Regions from separate parts of the Sus scrofa genome. Here regions 1 and 2 are each linked to region 3. A link is a contact called in public HiChIP or PLAC-seq and promoter capture Hi-C data. All regions are on one chromosome and are shown on one strand. The core of a region is the stretch at or near the end of the contact, and the rest is flanking DNA. Distances in the headings are between cores, read along the strand shown.

What was found. Promoter capture Hi-C pulls out the DNA fragments that hold promoters and counts their contacts. HiChIP or PLAC-seq counts read pairs in DNA pulled down with a chosen protein or histone mark.
Region 1: a contact with region 3 is called in an H3K27ac HiChIP or PLAC-seq map of skeletal muscle, with 3 times the contacts expected there. The contact joins the promoter of RASSF8 here to the promoter of FGFR1OP2 in region 3. A contact is called at or near these places in 1 of 47 Hi-C or Micro-C datasets (heart right ventricle) and 1 of 2 datasets of contacts at active chromatin or transcription factors (skeletal muscle).
Region 2: a promoter capture Hi-C map of liver shows a contact between it and region 3, with 3 times the contacts expected there. The contact joins the promoter of ETFRF1 here to the promoter of FGFR1OP2 in region 3. A contact is called at or near these places in 1 of 5 promoter capture datasets (liver) and 1 of 47 Hi-C or Micro-C datasets (heart right ventricle).

Annotation. Positions count from the first base shown.
Region 1 is chr5:47,844,477-47,848,973 of Sscrofa11.1, forward strand. RASSF8 (ras association domain-containing protein 8) reads right to left here and starts at 2,994. Exons shown (of 6, transcript XM_005653134.3): 1 at 2,904-2,994. It overlaps LMNTD1 (lamin tail domain-containing protein 1), which reads left to right and starts at 3,823. Exons shown (of 18, transcript XR_002344073.1): 1 at 3,823-3,944.
Region 2 is chr5:48,553,815-48,558,549 of Sscrofa11.1, forward strand. ETFRF1 (electron transfer flavoprotein regulatory factor 1) reads right to left here and starts at 1,775. Exons shown (of 3, transcript XM_003126426.5): 1 at 1,649-1,775. It overlaps CASC1 (protein CASC1), which reads left to right and starts at 1,828. Exons shown (of 16, transcript XM_021092191.1): 1 at 1,828-1,946. The coding sequence starts at 1,944.
Region 3 is chr5:46,820,472-46,825,363 of Sscrofa11.1, forward strand. It overlaps FGFR1OP2 (FGFR1 oncogene partner 2), which reads right to left and starts at 3,591. Exons shown (of 6, transcript XM_005664032.3): 1 at 3,275-3,591. INTS13 (integrator complex subunit 13) reads left to right here and starts at 4,039. Exons shown (of 17, transcript NM_001243595.1): 1 at 4,039-4,228.

The DNA.
Region 1 (4,497 bases), core at 1,744-4,243, 1.0 Mb after region 3:
CTCAGTTCTGGAGAAGTAGGAGATGGTGCCATTTACTGGCTAATATGTGCCAGACACTATGTTAGGTGTTCTCCTTGTCACAGCATCGCTTTTTAGTAACAATATCCTCATTTTACAAAAAGCAACCATAGATCACAGAGGCTGAAGTAACATGGCCAAGCTCTCTCAGCTGGGAGTGAGACAAAGTCACACTTGCCACCTGAGTCTGGCTGGTTGGCTGTGGAGGATAAGCATTCTTTCCACTAAACAGAGTTCTTGGAAACTATTTCTACACTTTGGATTTTGAAATCTATTTAGGACTGGAGCAAGATATCATCCAAGGAGAGTAAACAGGTGATACATTATTTTTTAAATCCAAATCCTCAGAGTTATGATGCATAATGTTTTCCTATCCCACACCCATTCCCACTCCACTTCTACCTGCAAAGAGTTTTGCAATGTTGTGAACACTAGCCAGATACCTAGGACTTAGTGTTTTATAATAAATGAGCAAAGCCATGCCAGGAATCAAGCATAATGAAAAGAGCAACAATATCAACACCAAAGTATATTTTTCCTCTCAAGCCATTACATACATCAACATAAGACAGGATCAATTAGTAAGAAACTCTGAAAAACTCATCATTTCTCAAAATAACCAAGGCATTCAAATTAAAAATTAATGCAAGCCACCCAGTATAGAAGATACAAAAGCTAAGCATTGAGATTCACATTAACAAAAATGGACTAGGAGTTTGGGGTTAGTAGGTGGTTCAAACTATTACATTTGGAATGGACGGGCAATGAGGTCCTACTGTATAGCACAGGGAACTATGTCCGATGTCTTGGAACAGAACATGATGGGGGATGATATGAGAAAAAGAATATATATATACACACACACACACACACACACGTATATGTATGACTGGGTCGCTTTGCTACATAGCAGAAATTGAGACAACACTGTAAATCAACTATAATTTTTTTAAAAAGTAAAAAAAAAATGACACTTTAAAAATATTAGGCAAAAAGAAATCATACCACAACCTAATAGAATTTATTTTTTATGATTTTTTCCATTATAGTTGATTCTAATAGAATTTAAAATCTGCAATTGCCAAATATCTCGACCAAATGCCAAATTTAGGAAACATGCACCTTAAAAACAACTTAAACATTCCTCTTTTTACTGCTTTCCCTTGCAGCATGCTGACAGTTCAGCAAACTGAAATGCCTTTCCTCTCTGCAGAGTCCCATGATTTCCTCCCTCTCTGAGCTCTTTGATGCCCTCCTCAGCTATTGAAGCCTCGGAATCAGGCTTTATCAATGACCCTAGAAAGAATTCAATGCATTACTACCAAACGTGTCTATTATTGAGAGTATCAGCTAGAGACTCTTAAAAGGAGAGAAAATGAGGAAGGGGAGATTTTTGAAAGGATTTACCATCTACATTACAAATTATATTTATGTTGGGTCTTGATCCTTCAAAAGAACAATCATCAAGTTATGCTCAGTCTTCTTTAAGTGGGGTGTGGTCACATGTAATGTTTATAGTTTGGGGAGAGTTCCCCATGAGGATAAATAGAATTAAAAGTACAATTAATATGCCAGCTAAAAGATAAAACCTCACACAAGCCACCTTTCAAAATGACAGTGCTCAGTCCTGCCTCCTGGTTCCTGCCTCCACTCAGCACCTCTCCCTGCAGAGGGCTAGGTGGCATTCACTACCGCCTCACCCAGGCAAAGAAGAGGATGCTGATAATACATTAAGTCTTCCCATTTTTTCTGTTCTTTCGCACGAAAACCAACTCCTGGCAACCCAACGATGAAAGACTTAAGAGAAAAGAAAAAATTTTTAAAAAGACTACCTGGGGCCTCCTACCAGAATGGGTAGTTAATTCAACCGACAGAAAAATCGGAGATCGATACATATTTAAAGGTGCTTCCTGCGAACAAAACATATCTAATGAAGAACTGCTGAACCACATTATACTAGAAAATCCCTAAAATGTTGGTCCTCGCTGGCACCAGGCTGGAGGAATTTTTTCAACGCAATGCTTTGATGTACTGACAGGCTAACATCCCGGGTTGAAAACCAGCTATGAAACGTGCCCTGCATCTATTTCCCGTCTAAATGCCTAAAGATCTGACCCGCAATTATACCCAAAGCTTGCCCTGCACTGGATGCCATCTGATGCTGAGAAAGTAGTGGTTTAGCAACACCAGGCGGCTCTATTATGTTAAAATAACAACGCAACACTCGATTACGAACCCAGGTACTCGGCGCGTAAGCCCTGTGCCACACGAGGACCCACATTCAAAGCTCAGGGCCCTTCAGGTTCAATCTTTTTCAGCTTTCTGGGCCGTATCCTCTCTAAGTTTCCAGTTTGCAAGACGGAATTACTTTGAAAGTCTTCTGCACTCCCCTCCCCAGACGGGTTGGCGGCACGGGGGAATAGGGACGGAGGATGGTTAATCGTTCAAACATTTTAAAAACCGGTAAACCAATCATTTTTTTCAAAGGAGAAAATAAGCTTTCACCAAACCGCCGCTCGGCAAGCAAGCATCCGATTTCCATTTGGAGAGAAAAATATTAAAGAAGCCAGACGTACATTTCCCTTCCCAACAAAAGTGGCCTCTAAACTCCCCGGCCAAGGGCAATGGGAGGAAACAGACTGGGAACAAGCTCGTAGTCTCAGTCAGGCGCGCGTGTGCGGCGGGGAGAACGCGCAAAGGGGAGACAGCGGGGAAAAGGTGAACCGGAGGAAGCGGGAGCCCGCGGCGAGGGCAGATGGGGCGAAGAAACCAGAGGTGCGGAGAGAGGGGCGGGGAAGGGGGGAGCCCGGAGGCTCCAGGGGAAGGAGGGAGGGGTCCCGAAAGCTGCCCGGAGATCGCGGCCGCCGAGTAAAGTTAATACTTACTCAGTTTCGCAACTGCGCCGCCCCCGCAGGCCGCCTCGCGGGGCCCGCCGGAGCGCTGGGGACGCGGCGGCGCCCGGAGCCCGGCGGCCGCCCAGCGCCCGTCCCCGGCGGCGCAGCCCCGCGAGCCTCGCTCCCCTGCGCTACGCGGGCCGCGCGCCCCGCACCGGCGGGAGGCCCCGGCTCCCTGGTGCTCCCTGTCCGCTCACCTCCCGCCTGGCGCTAGGTGAGCGCGGACGCCTCGGGCGGGGGTACAGGGGTGGGCGAGCGCGCAGGCAGCCGCGGCGCAGCCGGCGGGAGCAGCCCCCAGAGCCGAGCCAGTGCGGGGGGCGAGCGGGCAGGCGAGGCTCGACGAGGAGCGGGACTCCGGGCGCTGTACGGGGCGGCAGGCGAGCGCAGGCGGCGGACTCGGCGGCTGGCTCGCTCCCGCGGCCGGTGCCTCTGGGCAAGGGGGCCGGGCCGGGGGCCGGGCCGGGCCGAGCGGCCAGGCGGCTCCGCCCCTTTGTCGGGCCGCGGGCTGAGCGCGCGAGAGCGGCGGCGCGGGGGCGCCCCCCTCGGCCGGGTGCTCGGGTTACAGCCGCCGCTCCCCGACTCCCCCGCCCTCTCCTCGCCGGTTCGCCGGCGCCGGGAGAGACCTTGTAACGGAACTGGGACGCCAGCGCTGCATTGTGGGAGCTTTTAAAGCGGCGGTGAGCGCTGCGAGGCCGCTCGGGCCCACGGTCCCCCGCTCCGCCGGGTCGGCGGAGGCCAGTGGACCTGAAAGCTAGAAACGGTGAGATGACCGGTACTTCACTGACGCTCACGGAGTAAAATCTTCCATAGCCCCGGGGTGAGACTTGCAAAACTGCCTTTCACTGTCACCCCAGCAAGGAGGAGGCTTTTTCCACAGACGCTTAAAAAAAAAAAAAAGAAAAGGCCCTTCCATCCCCTCAGGACTGGGTTTGAATTGCTTTTCATCTGGAGTGGCAATGATTCAGCGACCCCCTTCTCAGCAGCAGGCAATGACAGAGACAGGAGACGAAAAACACAGCGAGTGAATCAGACGTGAGTAACCAAGTTTAGAAAGAGCTGGGCTCAGATTCAGAAAACCGCTCCCCCCCCCCACCTCGCCCCCCGCGCAAATATAGCAAATAGTCAAGGAAAGCTGTGCTTTCTTATGGAAACGCAGATGTGTGTGTTGTTCTTGTTATTCACCTTTTTTTATGACATGCAGTACTCTAGTCACTGGACAACATCCAGTCTTTGGTCCAGACTTTTGCTCACACATGCCCACAACGCAAGAACAGCAATCAGTTTGGAGGAAGAGGGGCTGAGGAGATTCAAAGAAGCATTCCAGTTATAAGATGTCCCTTTTGATTCTCCAGACACTCGTTTTTGGGTTTCTGGTGTTGGGTGTTTTTGCTTTTTTTTTTTTTTTTTTTTTTTTTTTTTTTTTTTTTTTTTTAAATCAAGACAGGGATATTAAATTTGAAGCACAACTTGTTACCGCTTGTCCTATTCAGGGCTTGATTTGTTTGGAGTTTGGATTTGTAGGCCTTTGGTTTCTTCCTCTTGTTTTTTGACCTTAGTTATTGCACAGCTCTTTAGTTCCTCTACC
Region 2 (4,735 bases), core at 525-3,024, 1.7 Mb after region 3:
GAAGTGAGTTGAACAGAGATGGCTATGTATGTTCAGAAGGGGTAAGTACTGCAAGTGTCTGAAGCTAAAAAAACAGGAAATAGACCTTCTTATGCAGCTTGTAAGAGTAGTAGAGAACTAAGCTCACTGGTATAATTTCATAGCATGGTGATTCCTGAGAACACAGTCCAAAACGTTCTAACACATCCATAGCAAATCCTCCTCCCTGGGAGGGAAGTCGGTGGAAAGGGAACTTGAGCAAGGCTCTCCTGGAGGCCCACCATTTAAAAGTTTTTTGTGATCACCACAACACCTCCTCCAACACCTCCTTACCCCCATTAGAGTTGACTGAGGTTTTGTATCATACACATTAGTAGCTGGGTTGAAATACGAAGAGAAAAACTTAGTTCCATACCAAAAAGCCTCAGAACCCTGTGATGTCGACATCAAGATTTTTTTTTTTTTTTTTTTTTTTTAATTTAGGGCCGCACACAACAGGTTCCCAGGCTAGGGATCCAATGGGAGTTGTAGCCGCTGGCCTATGCCACAGCCACAGCAAGGCGGGATTCCAGCGCAGTCTGCGATCTATATATAACCACAGCTCACCACAAGGCCGGATCTTTAACCCGCCCACAGAGCCAGGCCAGGGATCTAAGCTGGGTCCTCTTGGATACTAGTCAGATTCGTTAACCAATGACCCACAACTGGGAACTCCAACATTAAGATGTTTTTGCCACCAGGGATTTGGAGGTGAGATGTCATCACTATTACACAATCTGGGAAGCATGAACACTTTAACCCACAAAGACCAACTCAGTCAGCAATACTTATTTATTAATAATAAGTATAATAATATATTTCGTCAACGAAGGGATAGCCCTAATAAAATTAGAATTTAGAGATGAGACACGGCAATACTTTCAATGCACTAAAACAGCATTTAGGTCTAAAATCATAGACAATTCAGATAGGCTTTGGAAGAAGCTTAATTTCTCAATAACTTGATTTCTTCTAGTTTTCCTGTTGGTCTTTGCTGCCAAGAGTTTCTTCATGCGGCAGTAGACTGATAATCGAAGGGTTGTGCCACCGGTTTGTACAAATCTGTGACCTTGACCTTGGGCGCACATAACTGCGAGTCTTGCTGGTCTTAGAGAACTTCACTTGTAAGGAATACTTTACCCAGAACCAGCTTTAAATCATTTCCAGCTCTTGCTCAGAGCTCCTCTTAGGGAAAAAACAAACCCCAAAACGGCATATACCTTGCCCAGGAAGTAAAGAGAACCATGTGCAGGGAAGAAAGAAGAATCCAAAGCTCATTAACTTCGAATTAACCAACACTCTGGAATTAACCAACACTCTGGGAGCCAATTTATCTACCTTCTTATCTAAACTGTCAATAGAGCCCCGCCCCGCAGGTCTAAGCGGTGGCGGCCCAGGCAGCCGACCCGTGTCAACCACTCGATCCAGCTGCGTATAGCTGGCAGCTCCCTTCCTTCTCAAAACACCCGTACAGAAAGATACGCCTCAGCTCCACGTAAACAGAGTGACTGTCAAAGTCAAAAGGCGTTCAGAAACCCTTTCCCACACCGGCTGTCTTGCCCAGAGCTTACTTCGCCTCCAGACCTCAGAATCCGGAAAACAGAATTAAACGCCCCTGCGCTGCACTCACACGCTTTCCGGCTCGTCACTGCCGTAAAACTCTCTGGCCGCTCTGACTCCTCTGGCCGCTCACGGGGGCGGGGCGTTGGGAAGATGGGGCGATCTGTGGGGGAAGGGGGCGGGACGCCGTCCGGAAGAACCCCAGCGCGACTGCGCGGACCCAGACTAGCGGCTCCGCGCCCCTCCCCTGGGGCGCCAGGGGGCGGGGCTTGTCGTTCTGACAACCCAAGACCTCAGTCCACACCACTGTGAGCTCCAGGAGCTCACACCACTTGGCAGGCTGCGGAGGTGGTGCTTTCCTCGGCATGGTGAGCAGAGAAAGTGGGGAACCGCGTGAAGGGGCGAGCGTGGATTCTCTTGCACTGTATTAAATGATGTAATAAGAGCCTATCATATTTTATTAGAGGGGAGCGAGTCGACTTAAGAGAGAGCTTATACTCTTGGTGGGAGTGGGCATTCCCCTGATTTGTGGCCTTCGCAGACAGGTGGGAGCCCAAACCAATTTCCGTAAACGGGGAATGGTCATTGTGCCTAGGACACAAAGATGAATATTCCATCCACTCCCTGGTATGGAAAACAGACTCAGCAAATTAATTACAATACAGTTTTATTACTGTAATTATCAAAGTGACTACATTGGAGTAACACAAAGTTGGAAATGTTGAAATTGGGTCTGGAGAGGGGAGGGGAACATGAAAGGGAAGAGCAGTGCTTTTCAAGGAGTATTTTAAAGTATGATTATGAGTTTTTCAGAAGTGATGAGAAGAAATAGGGTGAGGAGACCATTCATGTCAGGGAGAAATGGAAAGGGATTTTAAGCAGACTTAAAGCTACTGATAACTTGAGAGAACCGTAAGCACCTATTTATTATTTCCCAGCGGGTGCGTAAGTTTTTTTATTCTTAGATGTTTCTCAAAATGTGGTTTCTGGAAAATGTGCTTCTAATACACCTGGAATATCTATTAAAATGCAGATTACAGGAACAGACCAGACTCCAGATCTACAGTATTAGTTTCCTAGGGCTGCCAAGTAACAAAATATCACCAGCTAAGTGGCTTAAACAAGAGAAACTTAACGTTTCACAATTCTAAAGTCTAGAAGTCCAAGATCAAGGTGCTGTCAGGGCTCTGCTCCCCCTGCAGGTGCTGAGGAGGGATCTGTTCAGACCCCTTTCCTACCTTCTGGTACTTCCTTGACTTGTGGCAGCTTATTCCATTCTTCGCTGGCATTCTCCCTGTATCTATGTGTCTGTGCCCAAATTTCCCCTTTTTGTGAAGACCTCAGTCATATTGGGTTAGAGATCCACCTCATCTTAATTACATCAGCAACAACCCTCTTTCCAAATAAGGTAAAATTCAGAGATACTGGGATATGGGACTTGAATGTATGAATTTTAAGAGGTTGCAATTCAACCCATAACATGAACTGAATTATAATTGGGAGAGGGAAGTGAGTGTGTATACTTTTAGCCCAGGAATATGTATTTTTCACAAGCATCTCACATGATTCTTATGCCCTCTGAACTTTGAGAAATACTCCACTACATGATGCTCTTATGATTTGCAAGAGGGGTGAGGATAGGTACTTATCCCAAACCTGCATCACATTAAAAGCACTAGTGAAGATGACAATTTGCCCACCTTTAAAATGTCGCTACTTGGAAACAGGGGCAATGCTATTTACGTATTCTGCTGTTATAGCACTCATTTCAAGATGGAAGTATGTTAAGTATTGATAGCAAATATTATCATATTTAATAATAAAATAAAACCCATATGCAAAAATTAAAATGAGAGCCAAGACTCTATTCTTCTTATTTAAAGCATCTCTAGCATCTCAGAGTGCTTTGTGTGTAATTCGTTAATAAATATCTGCTGAACAAATTAAATATGTGCACTTTTCAAGAAGGTATAATCTACTGCTTTGTGTCAGTTTTAAAACTGAATGGACACATGGACCAAATCAGGAAGTTACAAATAGTGTTGCTGAAAAAATACTTGTAATTATAAATATTTCCTGGAATACTGTACTTGACAAATTCCTAAAAAGCATAGATTTGCTTTAGGACACATTGCTGAATGGAATCATTTTGTCATAGTTTTGCCCGCTTTAAATTAGTAATTTCTTTGTATAAAATCAGCAATCTAACTTAACAGAAAGATTACTTCTTTATTTTTTTCTTTTTAGGGCCACACCTCAGAATATGGAAGTTCCCAGGCTTGGGGTCAAATCAGAGCTGCAGGTGCTGGCCTATACCACAGCCATAGATAGCAACACTGGCTCTCAGCAACATCTGTGACCTATACCGTAGCTTTGTGGCCACACCAGATTCTTAACCCACTGAACAGGGCCAGGAATCAGTCCTGCATCCTCATGGATACTATTGTCAGGTCCTTAACCTGCTGAACCACAATAGGAACTCAGATTATTTCCTTATGAGATCATTCCCATACTTTCAAACTTGACCTTAATACCTATATTTGGTCATTTCTTTCTTTTTTTTTTTTTTTTTTTTTTTTTGTCTTTTTGTCTTTTCTGGGGCCTCTCCCGTGGAATATGGAGGTTCCCAGGCTAGGGGGTCTAATTGGAGCTGTAGCCGCCAGCCTACTCCAAAGCCACAGCAAGGCAGGATCTGAGCCGCGTCTGCAACATACACCACAGCTCACAGCAATGCCAGATCCTTAACCCACTGAGCAAGGTCAGGGATTGAACCTGCAACCTCATGGTTCTTAGTAGGATTCGTTAACCACTGAGCCACGATAGGAACTCCATAGTCAGTCATTTCTTGTTCTTTAGAACCCTTTAAACTAGTGCCTTCTTGACTGCTACTCTGTTTTGTGATTGGACATTTCATTAAACATGGATCATTGATTGATTGTCATAAAAAAGGAGTATTAAATTTACTTACAGAAGATGCTTCAGTGAGTAAACTATCTTAGTTTTTCCTAGACTTGTTTGTAGTTTTGTCTGAAATCTTTCTAAAAAAAACTTTTTACTTTGAGATAATTTTAGATTATCATACAGAAAACTGTGATAATACAGAAAAGTTACAAAGAGGGTACAGAGGGTTACAAAGTTACAAAGAGGGTCCCTTATA
Region 3 (4,892 bases), core at 2,341-4,840:
CTAGAATCACCCAGTCAGCATGAGTGAGGTCATCTCACAAGTAAGGCCTGACAGACCTTTGCCATGCCCTAAAGGAAAGTAATCTTGTCACAACCAATCTGCTTTTTTCTAGTATAACTTCCTTGTCCCACTCCCTTCTCCTATAAAAAAGTCTTTAATTTTGTTCAGTTCTTTGTAACTCCTTCCTATCTGCTAGATGGGCTGCCTGATTCATGAATCTTTGAATAAAGCCAGTAAGATCTTTAAAGTTTATTCAGTTGAATGTTGTTTTTTAACAGGACCAATTTGGCTTTTAAAAGTTATGATTAACATCTACTTTAAAAAACATTCTTGGGATTGTAGAATGAAATACCACTATTGGAGTTCCCATCATGGCTCAGTGATTAATGAACCTGACTAGCATCCATGAGGACAGAGGTTCGATCCCTGGCTTTGCTCGGTGGGTTGAAGATCCGGTGTTGCTGTGAGTTGTGGTGTAGGTGGTAGACATGGCTTGGATCCTGCGTTGCTGTGGCTGTGGCGTAGGCCGGCAGCTACAGCTCTGATTCAGTCCCTAGCCTGGGAACCTCCAAATGCTGCGGGTGCAGCCGTAAAAAGCAAAATAAATAAATAAATAAATAAACAAAACAAAAAATACTATTATCAAAATGAACTACATTTAAAATTTGTTTGTAACTATAAAAACATTCCTATTCAGAGAAAAGAATTATAAACAGCAGGTAATTCAAAGTATACTTTTATTAGCATTTCAGAAAAACAGTGACACGAAGTTTCTAAGAATCCGCATGTTCATTTCCTGTATGTGAAACCACAGAAAAGTTTAAAATATTTTAGAATATGCATTTACTTTGCCACCTTTTCTTTGAAAACCATTGTGCTTTTCCTCCCTTTTTTGGCTGCTAACTGGAATGGGAAGACTGTTTTCCATATTCTCGAACATGTTTTAAATTTTAAAAAAGACTCTAGTTTTTAAAAAAGATATTCTCAATTTATTTGTCCATTCTTACAGTGAATGTCCTAACTAGTCCCAGTGTACTTGCTTAACAATATCTTCAACAGGCAGGTTCAAATTATAGGTGAAATTTTTTAAACACAGTTCCCTGCTCCCCTGCTCCACATTAGCCACATTCTCGCCCACTTTACCACCCAAAGACATTCATAACCAGACTCCTGGCAGAGGGTTCAGAACATTCTGCTGATGATAAAAGAAAAACTACCACCCACCCAAGATTGCAACTGCCAGCTGTTTAGTTTTGGATTTTGGTTAGGAAAAATTCACTCTTCTTTCTTTTTTATCCACAAATCCATTATAGCTAGAACTACAGAGAAATACTGTGACCACTGACATACCATAAATGTGTCTATGAACACCAACAGTCCAGTTCAGTTACAAAATTTTATCAGATTACTTAGGAAGGTGCCTCTAAAGTTAATTAGTAGGTAATATTAACTGACACATATGGAAATAGAAAAATAAAAAGCCATAGTTAAAGCTTTCTTAGAAGCCCAAGTCTAAAAAGATCAAGAAAGAAAACATGTAAATTATGTATTTTAGAAAAGCATCTCATACAGACATATCATTGTATGAGAAAGTACAAGAAATTTTCACTGTCCTTGAAAATGGTGGAATGAACACATTTGGAGCTTTATGAAGAAAATGAATTTTTAAAGGAAGAACAGAATTTGAAAGTAAGGACACAGAAGAATTTTTTTTTTTAACTACATGCTACTTGGAATTGTAGCTAAATATAAGTTGCACATACATATGTTCAAACAGGAAAGACAATTCAGCAAAGGACTAACCTAATCTTGATTATTTCTAACCTATGGGCAAGGATTCATTGGAAGAGTTACATGGATATACTTACACCAAGCATGGTCTATAGTCTAAATATTTCTCATACATATATATCCCACTATTTTTTTATAGGCAGAGACTGGTAATAATAAAATACAAAATCATTTAAAAGCATAGAAGTTTTTTGCTACTATGCACAACCTCAACAAATAGATATTAAAAGTACAACTCCTTGTGTGTTGGGGTAACAAGGTTCCTCATATTCAAAACAGGTCAGGGTTCTATTACATTATAAATACGCATACACACACATATATATATAAATAATATCTGCTATGTGCCAAGCATTGGACGAACTTCTGTTAGAGAAAGATAAGACATGATTCCAGCTCAAGCGCAAACGGGCACAAGAGACAGATACTTGAACAAATAATGTCTCACACAATCTAAAAAACACTGCAAAAGGACTATTTTAAGTGCTTTGGGAGCACGGTGGTACTATCAGTGTCACCTGGAGGAATCTGAGAAGTCTATGAATTGGATCTTGATAGGTGCTTTTTAAAAAAAGGAAGAGTAAGCATTAAAGGCAGATGATGCAGCATATACAAAGGCTTGTGAAAGCGTTGGAGAAACAGCCAGTAGTCTGGCATGACAGGATACTGAGGTATTTGGAGGCGAGGCAAAAAAAGACGGAAAAGGTAAAGTGGATTAGGACACACAGTAAAAGGTCCTAAGTGATATACTTAACAATTTGGTCAGCAATATCGATACTAAAAAGGTGTAAAGAAAGGGTTGATATAAACAGATTTTGTATTTCAGAATGGCAGGGAAGGATGACGGTAGGGAAATCAGTTGGGGGTGGGCAATGATTCTGGTCAAAGAAGAAATACCATAGTGCAGTGAAAGTGGAAATAAGCCAAGGATGAGCCTTAGGTTCCTAATCTGGACAGCAGGATGGATACAGGTATACCATCATTTGAGATGAGATACAGAAGAAAGGCAGGAAGAAAACCAGGAAAAGATAGGATTCTTTGGAGGGCAGCTTCAAGGCAGTATGATTATCCAGGAAGAGAACTAGGAAAAGAGCAATACTTCTTGGAGGGCGGTTTCAAGAAAGAAGTAATGATTAACCAAGTCATCTTCTGCAAAGGGGTAAACTGAAAACTGAAAAGGACGCCTCTTCCATCCCTGCCGACCACCCCCACCCCGCCTCGCAAATGCTGAGCTCCCAGGTGGGTTAGGCAGGAAGAAAACAGAGACGAAAGGTGTGTCCACAAGATTTGGGCCAAGGGTTTCCATCAAACTTTCCGTACCTCAGCTCCGGAAAGACGGTCTCAGAGCTGAGAACAGAGAGGAACTACCGCGCCCAGGCACGGGCAGCCGGTGGTTCAAGAGGTGGGGCAAAGAGCACCGTCAGGGGAAGGAAGCTTCCGACTCTCTTAAACCCGCTCTGGTCCCTGGACTGATTCCACTTACTCTGATCTCAATCCCTCGCAGCCGTCAGCTGTGGCGACTAGGACTCAAAGCCTCTGCCAACGGGGACCTATGCACCCAAGGGAAGAGACTCCTCTCGCTTGTTCAGCTTCTTCAATAGCAGACGCAGACCCCAGCAGAGGTAGTGTTGGGGCAGATGGGAGGGTCATAGGTGATCAGTCCCATTACTGGTCAGGGTAAAAACCTCCGCTCACCGCCTCCGACCTGCGCTCTCAGAGCGCCTCAACCTCGCGAGACTTCCTCCCTCGCGTTACCGTGGGGGCAGAACCCGGCGATTTACTTGAGGCCTCTAGCTGACATGCGCAAGAGGTAGGGGCGGGGCACTTATACGTCCCTCCCCACTGATCCACATTCTGGCTTTTGCTCGGCCTCTCGCTAAGTCTCGCGAATTTTGCTTGGGGAAATCGGCCTGGGTTGGAGAGACTGAGAAGGGAGACCTGGTGGGAGGGCCTTACGCTTAGGGGACCGTGGCTGCTTTAGCTGGTGCTGTGGTTGGTACTTCGCTGTGGGGAGGTTCTCAGGTCGCCCGGATCAATCTTCCCAATGGGTGACTGGGAAAATTAGCGGATAGAAAATCCTGATGGTTGGAGGCATTCTTTTCCCCTTGGCTCCGCCCTCTTCCTGTTAGAGACCTTAGTGTCTGGCCCACCGAGGGGGAAGGGCAGCTTGGCGGGGCTGTCAAGGGCGCTTTGCGCACGCGCCAGTCCGAGTGTGTGAGTGTTTGTGTTCACGCGCAGGCGCGCGCGCGCTCCTGCATTTAGGAAGCCTGGGAAGGACCGGTGTGCTAGGAGATGAGCGGGGAAAACCTAGTCCCCGGTCTTTGGTACCAGACATTCCTGACTGTGCGCTGACCCTCCCCACCCAGCCAGCAGCCTTTTCCAGAGAGGCTGTGGTTCTTAGCCTCTGTTCGTTTTCACTGCAAGACCAGGCACGAAAGTAAGCGAACCTCGATCCTGAGATCTTCCCTATCCACTCACCTTGTACTTTCCACCCCCCACCCTCTGGCAGAGTGTGTCTAGGTTTCTCAAAGAAGAGTTTTGCATGAAGGGGAAATGCGTTTGAAAGCGGCCGGGCTGTAAAAAATCGGTTCGTTTTGATGAACACTTTTGCTCTGTTTACCATGTGCTTTTCGAATGTGAATTGTCTATTCGGTATAAGATTGTATTAGCGAAGCAAGGGAGTTTTTGTAAGAAAGTTTTAAAAGTTCTTTCTCCCATCAGTGTGATAATAGCACATAAGTTTTTCTGTTCTACATGATAAATTACTGTGGTGTTTCTAAAGCTAATGGGGAGAGTGTGAATTTGAGGTCCTTATCCTAATGCGAAAATCTAATAATGCAGTTATCCTAGGAAATGTTTATGTTTGGGGCTTCCCTTTTGTTGTCACTCCTCTTTCCAGTTTCCAAACCTTTTTTCAGAAGTCTTGAGATTTTTTTTGGAGGGAAGCCCAAAAATGCTGACCTGGGTTGGTTTGCAGGTTTTTATGTGATTGATGTCAACTCACAAGGATCATCAAAAGTGTATTTGAAGAGTATTTGTCGCTATTATGTGTTATGTAAGGGAAACAAGTACGATTATTTGTAGAAATGTTTTCTTCTGAC